Linked DNA regions of Sus scrofa: region 2 is linked to region 1. Evidence: chromatin contacts called from public Hi-C data. All regions are on one chromosome and are shown on one strand. Each heading gives the region's core, a stretch centred on a gene start, on an enhancer-like site or on the middle of the called end of the contact. The rest is flanking DNA. Distances are from core to core; before and after follow the strand shown. Region 1 holds the start of PXK (PX domain-containing protein kinase-like protein). Region 2 overlaps PXK (PX domain-containing protein kinase-like protein).

Region 1 (4,496 bases), core at 1,228-3,727:
GATGCAGGTTCGATCCCTGGTTTGCTCAGTGGGTTAAGGAGCCAGCATTGCCATGAGTTGTGTAGGTCGCTGACACGGCCTGGATCCTGTGTTGCTGTGGCTGTGGTGTAGGCCAGCACCTACATCTCCGGTTTGACCCCTAGCTTGGGAACCTCCATATGTCACTGGTGCGGCCCTTAAAAAAAAACAAAAACGAAACCCCTCATTATCTTCAGTCAATCTGGTCAAACATCAGGCTATTAGGTAAATAATCTATGGACCATCTAAATATTTGGCAACATAAAAGAATATAATTTTTTTTTTTCCCTGCCAGCCTTGAGTAGTTGTGTATGTGACAGTAAATGAGCTTCTGTATCCTCATTCGCTTGACCCAGCATGAGGCTAGAAGCATAGCTCAGGGCTGGGGAGAGTTTCCTTGTGTATTCAGGCCACTTCAAAGGCCAGATGTTGCAGGGGTTGGGGCCTGGTCTTCAGAGGATTTAGGGATGGAGTTAATGTCCAGGATCCTCAAGGCCCTGATTAAGTAGATCAAATTTTAAGGTATTTATACTGAGAGATTTAGTTCAGGTAAGAATTTCCGGAGAATAGGAAAGGGTAGATTCAAAATTAATCTCTGGCTTCATTCCATCAAATAGCTGATTTCTCACTTTCAGTTTCATTTCTGTAGTAAGGAAAACTAGACAAGGTTGTCTACTTGATGACCTTTGCAACTTAGTTGGGTAATATTTTTTTTTTCCTAATCATACAAATAAAATAGACATTTTGAAAAGTGTAGAAATACAAAAAAATAGCATCATGATTCCACTTCCTAGAGACTCTCAGTTAATATTTTGGGGGGCTTCCTTCTGGTGTTTTTCCTATAAATATATTTTTAAAACTTGGGATTATAAAATGCATGTGTTGCTTTTTTCTATTTACTATTCTATCAACATTTCCCAACATTATCCTTTGATAATCTTATTTTTTACCCCCTTCCTGATAATGCGATTTTTTTTTATCATTGCAAAATATTCTATTTATGACTGTACCATGATTTGTCCAGTCCCCTGTTGTTAGGTATTTATGCTTGAGTGCTATGTATTTGCACCGATTTTTGATTATTTCCTTAGGATACTCTTCTAGAGGTGAGACTACTGCGTGAGAACATTTTCAAAATCCTTGATACGTGTTGTCAAATCTCAGGTCCTAGCACTGGGCCTATTTCATGGTTAAGTACGCAGTGAATAATTGTTGAACACATAAATGCCTTTTGGAAAGGTTGGACCAAGTTATGCTCCTACCAGCAGAATGCAGGAAGAGTCTTGTCTTGGTTAGCCCACATAATAGGAGTAATGATTAAAGTAGAATTTTGGTTTCTGTGATTCTGATAATGAGGTAACTCATTTGCCTTAAATGGTAATAAAAAGTTGATTTCTCCCTAAGTGTTATGTAGTTTTAATAGACTGCTGCTTTTAAACACACTGGGACAAACACAGAATGCACGAAGAGGTCTAATTACTTTAGGACTTAATCATGAAGTTCCATGTTTCCCTTTTCATATCTCTCTTCTGAGCCTTTGCTCCTAAGTCAATCTGTCATGGCTTCTTGGCCACTTGGAGTTGCCCAACAATCCCATTAAGCCTGAGATCTGGTGAGGGTACCCATTAGATACTGTTTAAGCCTTTGCCAAATTGTGGTGGTGGTGGTAGGGTTACCAAGAAGAGCCTCAGCTGCTGGCCTATGCCACAGCCATAGCATTGTGGCATCTGATCCGTGCCTGCAATCTACACCACAGGTCACAGCAACACCAGTCCCTGACCCACTGAGCGAGGGCAGGGACTGAACCCGAATCCTCATGGATACTATACTAGTTGGATATGTTTCTGCCCCACCACAGTGGGAACTCCCAAGAAATTCTGTTCTCTTGTCTGAAATGTAAAAATTTAGGGAAGATAAATTTGAGTAAGAAACTTCTATTCTTTGAACTATAGGGGAAGAAAGAAACTAATATTGTTTTGAGGTTTTATTATGTGCTGAACACCTTCCCATCCTACTTTCTTCATACCAGCTTTTCCATGTAAGTATTATCTATTTTGCAGGTGGGGAGCTGGGGCTCAGAGATTGGGTAACTTATTCAAGATCACACAGCTGGTAAATCCTGGAGCCCTAGATCTTATTCCAAGTCTAACTCCATTATCCTGGCCTAAGAGCACAATGGGTGGGCCAGGATTGTGGCCGTGGGTTCAGGCTGACTGGGGGCAAATTTGGGGCTGAGAAATTGATTGCAGAATTCTCTGGCTCTGGGTTAGGTTCTGGAAGGCAGTACGGTGGGACTGACCATCCCGAGTCAGAGGTTGAGGGTTCTCAAGTTCGAAGGCCTTATGGGCTGAGCTAAGCTGGGACTAAGGATAGAGGCTGGAAGTTCCTTGGACCAATGCCCAGTTTTTAGCGTCTCCAGTTCAAAGAGCTTTGGGTCTGAGGGTGGAGTCTTAGGGCTCCAACTCTGGGGCCCAATTCTGAGGGCTTAGTGAGAAAAGCCCTCACAATCCCCATCATTGAGAGGTTTGGGGATCTTGGGGCCTAAGGCTTCCTGGATAGCAGGGCCCCAAATGAAGTGCCTTCAGATCAGAGGACCTCTGGAGGTGATGGCTTAGGGTGAATTGTCCTGAGGTCTGAGGCCCGGTGCTAAGGGCACCAGGTCTGTGGTGTGGCTGCGTGGAGTTTGGAGGCTCGAGTCAGGGCAGTGGCAAATGAGACGGCTTGGCGCTAGGACCTCGCAGGAGGCGGCGGCGTGAAGGGCGGCCAGTGTTGACAGCCACGGCAGAGCGAGAAGGTCGGCGCTAGGACCCCGCGGGCCGGGCAGGCGGCGGCGGCGCGTGGGGCGGCGCGTGTTGACAGCGGCGGCGGCGGCGGAACCCAGCGGCGGCGGGAGTCGGCGCCTCTGGTTCCTGCCCCTGGTCCCAAGGCGGTGGCGGACGGGCGTCCCGGGATGGCCTTCATGGAGAAGCCGCCGGCCGGCAAGGTGCTGCTGGACGACACGGTGCCGCTGACAGCAGCCATTGAGGCGAGCCAGAGCCTGCAGTCCCACACGGTGCGCGGCCCGCCGGGAGGGCGGGCGGACGGGCGGCTTGGGGCGGTCCCGGGCCGCAGGAGGGCTGCGGGCGGCCGGCAGCGGGCTGGGCAGGGTCGTCAAGGAGGGCATCAGGGCAGGGGTCGGCGACCCAGGCCGAGAGGGCTCTGGCGTGGTGTTGTTTCAGGGTCAGGGTTCCCGGGGCCCAGGCGACCGCTTAAGTCCGTAGGGGTCGAGGGTGGGAACCACAGCACCCCCTCCCCGGGTGGGGGGGGGGTGGAGGCAAGGAGTGAGACGGCCTCGGGGGGGTGCCCTAGAAAGGAAGTCAGAGTTGGGAGAGGTGTTGGATTCCCAGGTCCATCTGCGGCCGCGGAGTAAAGAAAACCATTCAGGACCCTCTCATCCATGTCTGCCCTCTGCCAGCCATCTCCTCACCGGGGCCGCTGAGTTTCCCTCCTTTCAGCTGGGCGTCTGAGTGGTGGGGATGAGAGTGTGCCGGCCCAAATGGAAGTATGACTTCAGAGCATACTTGTTGGGATAGAGGAGTGGCTGAGGTCTGAAGCCACATTTGCATGTCGGCTCCTTGGCCGGGGCGCAGGGAGATGATGTGGGAGGCAGTTTGGGGTCCTGCTGAGGCAGGTGTTTGGATGTGTTCCTTCCCTCCTGTAAATTGCTCTTTAGTAGGCAGTGGTAGTATTCATTTGAGTTTAAAATCGCTGGAGAAGCATAAAGGAGTTAATAGGCCCTCATAGTAAACACAGAGTTCATTTCTGTTACATATAGTGTTTTTTATGGGTCTTTAAAACCATGGTTGTTTTCATTTGCCTCTCCCTTTTTTTTTTTTTTTTGAAAATTACACTATGCTTTATAATTTACAAGCAATAAACCAAGAAACCAGCAAAAAACAAACAAAGGAAAACACAACAACAACCAAAAAACCCAGAAGCTGCCAGCCAGTGGGACTTTGGGAAATAATGAATGGGGAGAGAGAGATTCCTTAAATTGTAATGTTTTGTTAGGTCACCAAATCAGATTCCGGCTCAGAGGCTTGTTTGTTTACCATTGCAGTGTGTTTGGGGTTCATCATCTGGAGGCTAAAGCCCCACAATAGCCTTCTGTTTCTCTTTTTGCTCAAGCTGTTCTGATGACTTCAAAGAGACCTTTTATTCTGTTGTGTTTAAGTGGGACTTTTTTGAACCTCAGTTTCCTCTTCTGACAGCCACGCTTTGTAGGACTTGGGTTGTTCAGTGTTCATTTCCAGTTAGGAAAATGATCTTTTTCTTAAATGTGCATTTTCTTTCATTGTGCATATCTTTAATGCTGTTCCTCAGACTTGGAGAGGGCACTGCATAGAACAGAATTTGTTAAACGCTCTAATTTATGCCTAAGGGAGTAGGGGTTAAGGGTTGAAATTTAGGGTAGGGGGTCAAGAATAAATTCTGCTATT
Region 2 (4,922 bases), core at 679-3,178, 68 kb after region 1:
CAGATCAAACGATCCCTTGGGCTCTTTCAGTGAAGTGGAGTTCCACCCAGAGAAGGGAGGTTTCATCCTAACAGGGCAAGCTTCGGCTTAGCCTGGAGGGTCAAAGGAAGGGGAGGTGTTTTAGGCTGAGGGATAGCTGCGTGTATGTGTAGGCAGGATAAGGACGTAGTAGAGAGGGAGATGCTGAAGATACAATGAGAGAGTTGGGGGAGGGGGCTAGAGGGCAGGGGGTTAGCATCAGGAGCCCAGCTGTCAGTCTCCCCCTTGGAGGAAGCCCACTCCTTCTCTTCGTGGAGTCAGGAGCCAAGAGGGTATGGCAAGTGGCAGAGACAGTTAAAAGTGGAAGGAAAGGGAGGAGGCTGAGGGTGGTCAAAGCCCTTGCCTCCTTCGGTCTTTTCAGAGAAGCCAATGAGGAGCATGTGGGCCAAGGGCAAGAGGAGAAGTGTGCGGGGTACCTGAGACCTAAAGGTTGGACTAGCTGCAGCCAGAGAGTAGAGGCAGTGTGGGTAGAGCTGAAGTTAGAAGAGTTGGGTTGGGAGAAGATCATAGATTCCAGAAGGAGGGTAATAGTCATGCCAACACCACTGCTTGGAGGGTCAAGTCAGAGAAGGGCTTGGGGGCAGCTAGCAAGGAAGAGAAGGAGGGGAGGCTCCAGGCCGGAGGTCCCTGTGAGGACAGGGCAGGTTCCTGGAGATGGAGGCTGGGAGAGGAAGAGTGCCTGGCAGGTCATTTCAGAATTGGAACTCTGTTTTCTCCCTGGTTGGTGGGATGGATGTGGGCCAGTCATTGTCATCATTAGGTTAAGACGCATGTCTCCAACCAGCATGTCACACTGGCAGACACTCTGTCCATCATCTGCTTCTCTATAAAGCAGAGAAAGCCTGGCTTGGTGTTCACCATCCTGAGGCTATGTCTGCCTGCAAGGCTCTGTGCCGGATGCAGCCAGATGGGATGCCAAGGACTCCAAGACACCACCTCAAAGAGTTCAGAAAAACAGAGTGATAGAAATGTGTCATCACCAGACCCACTGGAATCTCAAGTTCAAACCTTCTCCCCTTTAAAGTCTGGGTTAGCACTATAAAGCTGTATGAAATCAGGGTGGGTTGAATTTTACCTTCTTTTTTCAGCAAAAAGACTCTCATGTTTTATAGAGAGGTGAGAGAATATTGCATACTTTGGAGGGAGATGCAGTTTAAGTGGGACATTTCTCTCAGTGCTCAGTGTCCATACTATGCCCCAAATGTCCTGTGGATAGTGGGTGAGCTGGTGCTGGAAGGCCTCTTATGGCCTGGTCACAGCCTTCCCAGGAGCCTTGATAACCCTTTGATAGGACTTCCTTGTGAGGGAGGGGGTTTTTGTAAGAAATTCTGTTTGTTCATTGGGCTACTTCCATGTCAGGCCAGGAGGATGTATTCTGGGGATTTCTGAGCAATGGATGAAATTCTGGGAATGTGGGAATATTTGAAATACAACACATGGAGTTCCCACCGTGGCTCAGTGGAAACAAATCTAACTAGTATCCATGAGGATGCCGGTTTGACCCCTGGCCTCACTTAGTGGGTTCAGGATCCAGCATGGCCATGAGCTATGGTGTAGGTCGCAGATGTGGCTTGGATCTGGCATTGCTGTGGCTGTGTCATAGGGTAGCCCTAAAAAAAAAAAAAAAGAAATGCAACACATTTACTAGTTCCAGAAAAAGCATGCAACATGTGGGAATATACACATTGTTTTAAGGTAAATAAGGATATTTACTGAGTTTCAGGTAAGAAAAGGCCTGGGAAATCCACAAACTGAATAGGCTGATCTTGTCTAACTGAGTGTGCCAACTGGTAAAACGGACCTTTTGCAGAGACTGTTGCTGAGTGGGTGCAGTGGGAACTCTTGCTTCCTTTGGAGAGGCTTTCATCAGACTGCTCTGCACTCCTCTGTCACTTGTACTGTGGTGGCATGGTCATTTGTCATTCATTATCCAAGTCAGGGGTTGGGTCCCTGAACCTAAGAGGTATTGCACCCAATTGCTTAAGCCGTTGGATTGTGCAAAGTTGGCTTCATACCAGGCAGGCTGTGGAGAGCAGCAGGATGCAACGAGGCCTGGGGAAGGAAGCCCTGCACTGTGCTGGAAGTCTGTGGTCACTGGGTCGAGTCCCTGAATTCTCTGTTCCACCTCATCTTTTACCACAAGGCCTACAGACTAAGCCAAGTGCAGATTCTCAGACAGTGGTGGGTCTGAGTCATGGTAGTGGGTCCCAGTCCAGGCCAAATTCCAAGTGTCTTTCTTTGGTCCCCATGAGGGTTTTTCTTTGTTTTCTCTTAGCAGGATCTGGGGCCAGCTCACCTCTTACATCCCCGTCATCGCCAACACCACCCTCTACAGCAGGTTAGTGATGGAGGCAGAGTGACCTCCCTTCTTCCCCTTCTCCACCAACGGGGAGAGAGGTGGAGATATTTCTTTTCTCATCTTGGTCCAAACACTTCAGAGAAATCCTTGTGAGTGCAAATGAGCAGTGTCATTTGGGAGAGCAGAGTGTCTGGGTTTCCAACTTGGATTTCATGGGAAGAGGAATAGTTGGTTTCAGGGCCACTCAGCACCCCTACTCCAGCTGGCTCTCTCTCCTGAAAAGCCACATGCAGGGCTCCTTAGATTGAGCTTGTCTTTGTACATGTTCAGCTGAACAAAACAGTCGTGCTGCCACCAGGGCCCCTGTCCTGCCAGGACTGTCTCCTCAGGGAGCCCAGCCATAATGTCGGTTTGCCACGGAGCAAAATGGGTGAAATGCCCAGGTATAGGAGTGAAATCCCCACCGAGCTTCTGATTTCCTAATAATTTGTGCTCTGTATTTAATCATCTGAATATTTTGTTTCACCTTTGTGAATCAGATACTAGAAGTTTTGTTTGAAAAAATGTAAAAAAGTATTATAAAAATAATCTCTAATTCTGTAGAGTGGCCTCATGCCACTTCTTTCCTTTTTAAACTAATACCTCTCTCCTAACCATTTTGCAAGCCCCATCAAAACCCATCTGGGTGTCAGTACCTCCTTCCCCTTCTTAAGTGAACCAGATGTCTGGCTGTCTCAGGGGCTGCTTCTGCTGCTCGGAGCCTTTGTCTGTGCCTGAAGGAGTTGCTGCTGCTCTCTGAAGGGAGAGTCCTTGGCTGGGGTTGATTTATGAGAAGATGACACCATAGTCATTAAGGCTTGCAGTGGTGCCCAAGCGCTACCAAGAGCATTACTAACTGCTCTCAGATGCTTCTAACTTACCTTCGCCCAAACGACAAACATGTGTAAGGGGACTGGTCTGAAGGCCTTGCATCCAGCTGATGGGTCTCCTTGTTGGCTGAGGCTGCTTACTAGTGGTTCTCTGTGGAGTGTTCTGGGGCCAGGACCTGTTCTGATAGCAAAGTACCTGGCTCTTGGGGGTAATATTCTGTTTCCCGTCTGACTTTGCCAGCAGGTTTTATAGGAAAGCCCCCAAATATTGATTAGGACAGAAAATAGATTTCTCTATCTTTTGTAGAGGTGACCTGTATAGGCTGATTAGAAATTTCTCAAGAGCCACTGCCCAGATGATGTTGAGCCATTTTCTAGAAGATAGGATATTAATTTCACACCACTTAGACATAATTAAGGAAGAATCCACAGACTCTAACACACAAGGTGTCTGTCTGGCAGTGCAGAGTACCTCACTGTGTACATTCCATGTGGTCCCAGGAAGTTACCTGCCACTTCTCAGTTTTAAATGCCTTGGGGAACTCTGACTATTGGGATTAGTTTTCGTGAATCCTCTAATTTACCTGAGGTCCCAGTGGGAGGTATTTCAAACAGTAGCAAGTTTGCATGAGATGAGGTAACTTTTAGAATGAGAAGAAAAAGAGGAATCTTTCATAATTAGAGTAATTGTTAGAAAAAATTTCATCTGAGGTGAGAGGGAGCAGCTGGGGGATAGTTCTCTATCCTGAAGGACAGTTGTAAGGATTCACAGGGAAACATGTGAGGCCTCAGGCACGAGGCCTGGCAGAGATGAGTGGTACCCAGCAAATACTGGCTCCCTCTTTTCCTTTATCTCCTTTAATATTTTGTTGCTGAAATTATTGACTCAGCCCCAGAGACTGTTTTCTGACCTCTGCTGGGCATTTATTGTAGTGCAGCTCTTAAAAATTAAAACAGCACGCACACGCACATGCACACGCACACACACCAGCTAGGAGTTCCTTTTGTGGCTCAGCAGTTAATAAACCTAACTAGGATCCATGAGGATGCAGGCTCGATTCCTGGCCTCACTCAGTGGATTAAGGATCTGGCATTGTTGTGAGCTTTGGTGTATGTTGCAGATGCGGCTCGAATCCCGAATTGCTGTGGCTGTGGTGTAGGCCGGCATTTATAGCTCCTATTTGACCCCTTACCTGGGAACTTCCATATGCTGCACGTGCAGCCCTAAAAAGCAAAACAAAAACAAAAACAAAACAGCTAGCATTTGCATGTCAACTTACCATTTTGGGCCCTAAATGGGTTACCCACAGTGAGTTTATTGATTCATCTACTCAAAATGCATTCATTGAGAGCCTACCGTGTGCCTGGCACTGTGCTAAGTCCTGGACCCCAGAGATGAGCAAACAAACAAGACCCCAGCCTGCGTGGAGTCACATTGCCTGCACCTCCCAGGAGCTCCAAAATGATAGATACGATTTGAACAAACACTTTCCTCCGGGTCCAAACACAGTAATTTTTTCTCTTAATAGTTCCCTTCCTAAATAGGGAATCTCCACCCAAAAAACTAGTCCACCAACCAAGCAACATCTTGAACTTCTGTACAAGGCAACAGGGAGCTAGGATCAGGTGTACCCATAGCAGAGGCTCGCTAAATCTTTCTGGGTAGATTTGCTTGAACCTGCTCTGCCCTCAAGGTCTCTGGTGGGTAATGGCAA

The links. A called contact is a pair of places that touch in the nucleus more often than the background predicts.
Region 2: a Hi-C map of embryonic fibroblasts shows a contact between it and region 1, with 2.5 times the contacts expected there. The contact joins the enhancer-like site here to the promoter of PXK in region 1. A contact is called at or near these places in 3 of 5 promoter capture datasets (fetal liver and liver), 21 of 47 Hi-C or Micro-C datasets (alveolar macrophages, blood, embryonic fibroblasts and 9 more) and 2 of 2 datasets of contacts at active chromatin or transcription factors (alveolar macrophages and skeletal muscle).

Annotation. Positions count from the first base shown.
Region 1 is chr13:40,076,761-40,081,256 of Sscrofa11.1, forward strand. PXK (PX domain-containing protein kinase-like protein) reads left to right here and starts at 2,478. Exons shown (of 18, transcript XM_005669678.3): 1 at 2,478-3,070. The coding sequence starts at 2,969. It overlaps RPP14 (ribonuclease P protein subunit p14), which reads left to right. Exons shown (of 6, transcript XM_021069098.1): 6 at 1-1,419. It overlaps LOC100515579 (hydroxyacyl-thioester dehydratase type 2, mitochondrial), which reads left to right. Exons shown (of 5, transcript XM_021069097.1): 5 at 1-1,419.
Region 2 is chr13:40,145,668-40,150,589 of Sscrofa11.1, forward strand. It overlaps PXK (PX domain-containing protein kinase-like protein), which reads left to right. Exons shown (of 18, transcript XM_005669678.3): 17 at 2,318-2,377. Among named protein-coding and RNA genes, the nearest start is that of PDHB, 19 kb to the right of the region's middle. Within about 2 kb of position 1,929, at least 8 of the 83 cell types and tissues checked have an H3K27ac peak or open chromatin away from gene starts, as enhancers often do. A contact at or near this core is called in alveolar macrophages and embryonic fibroblasts, where this site is marked.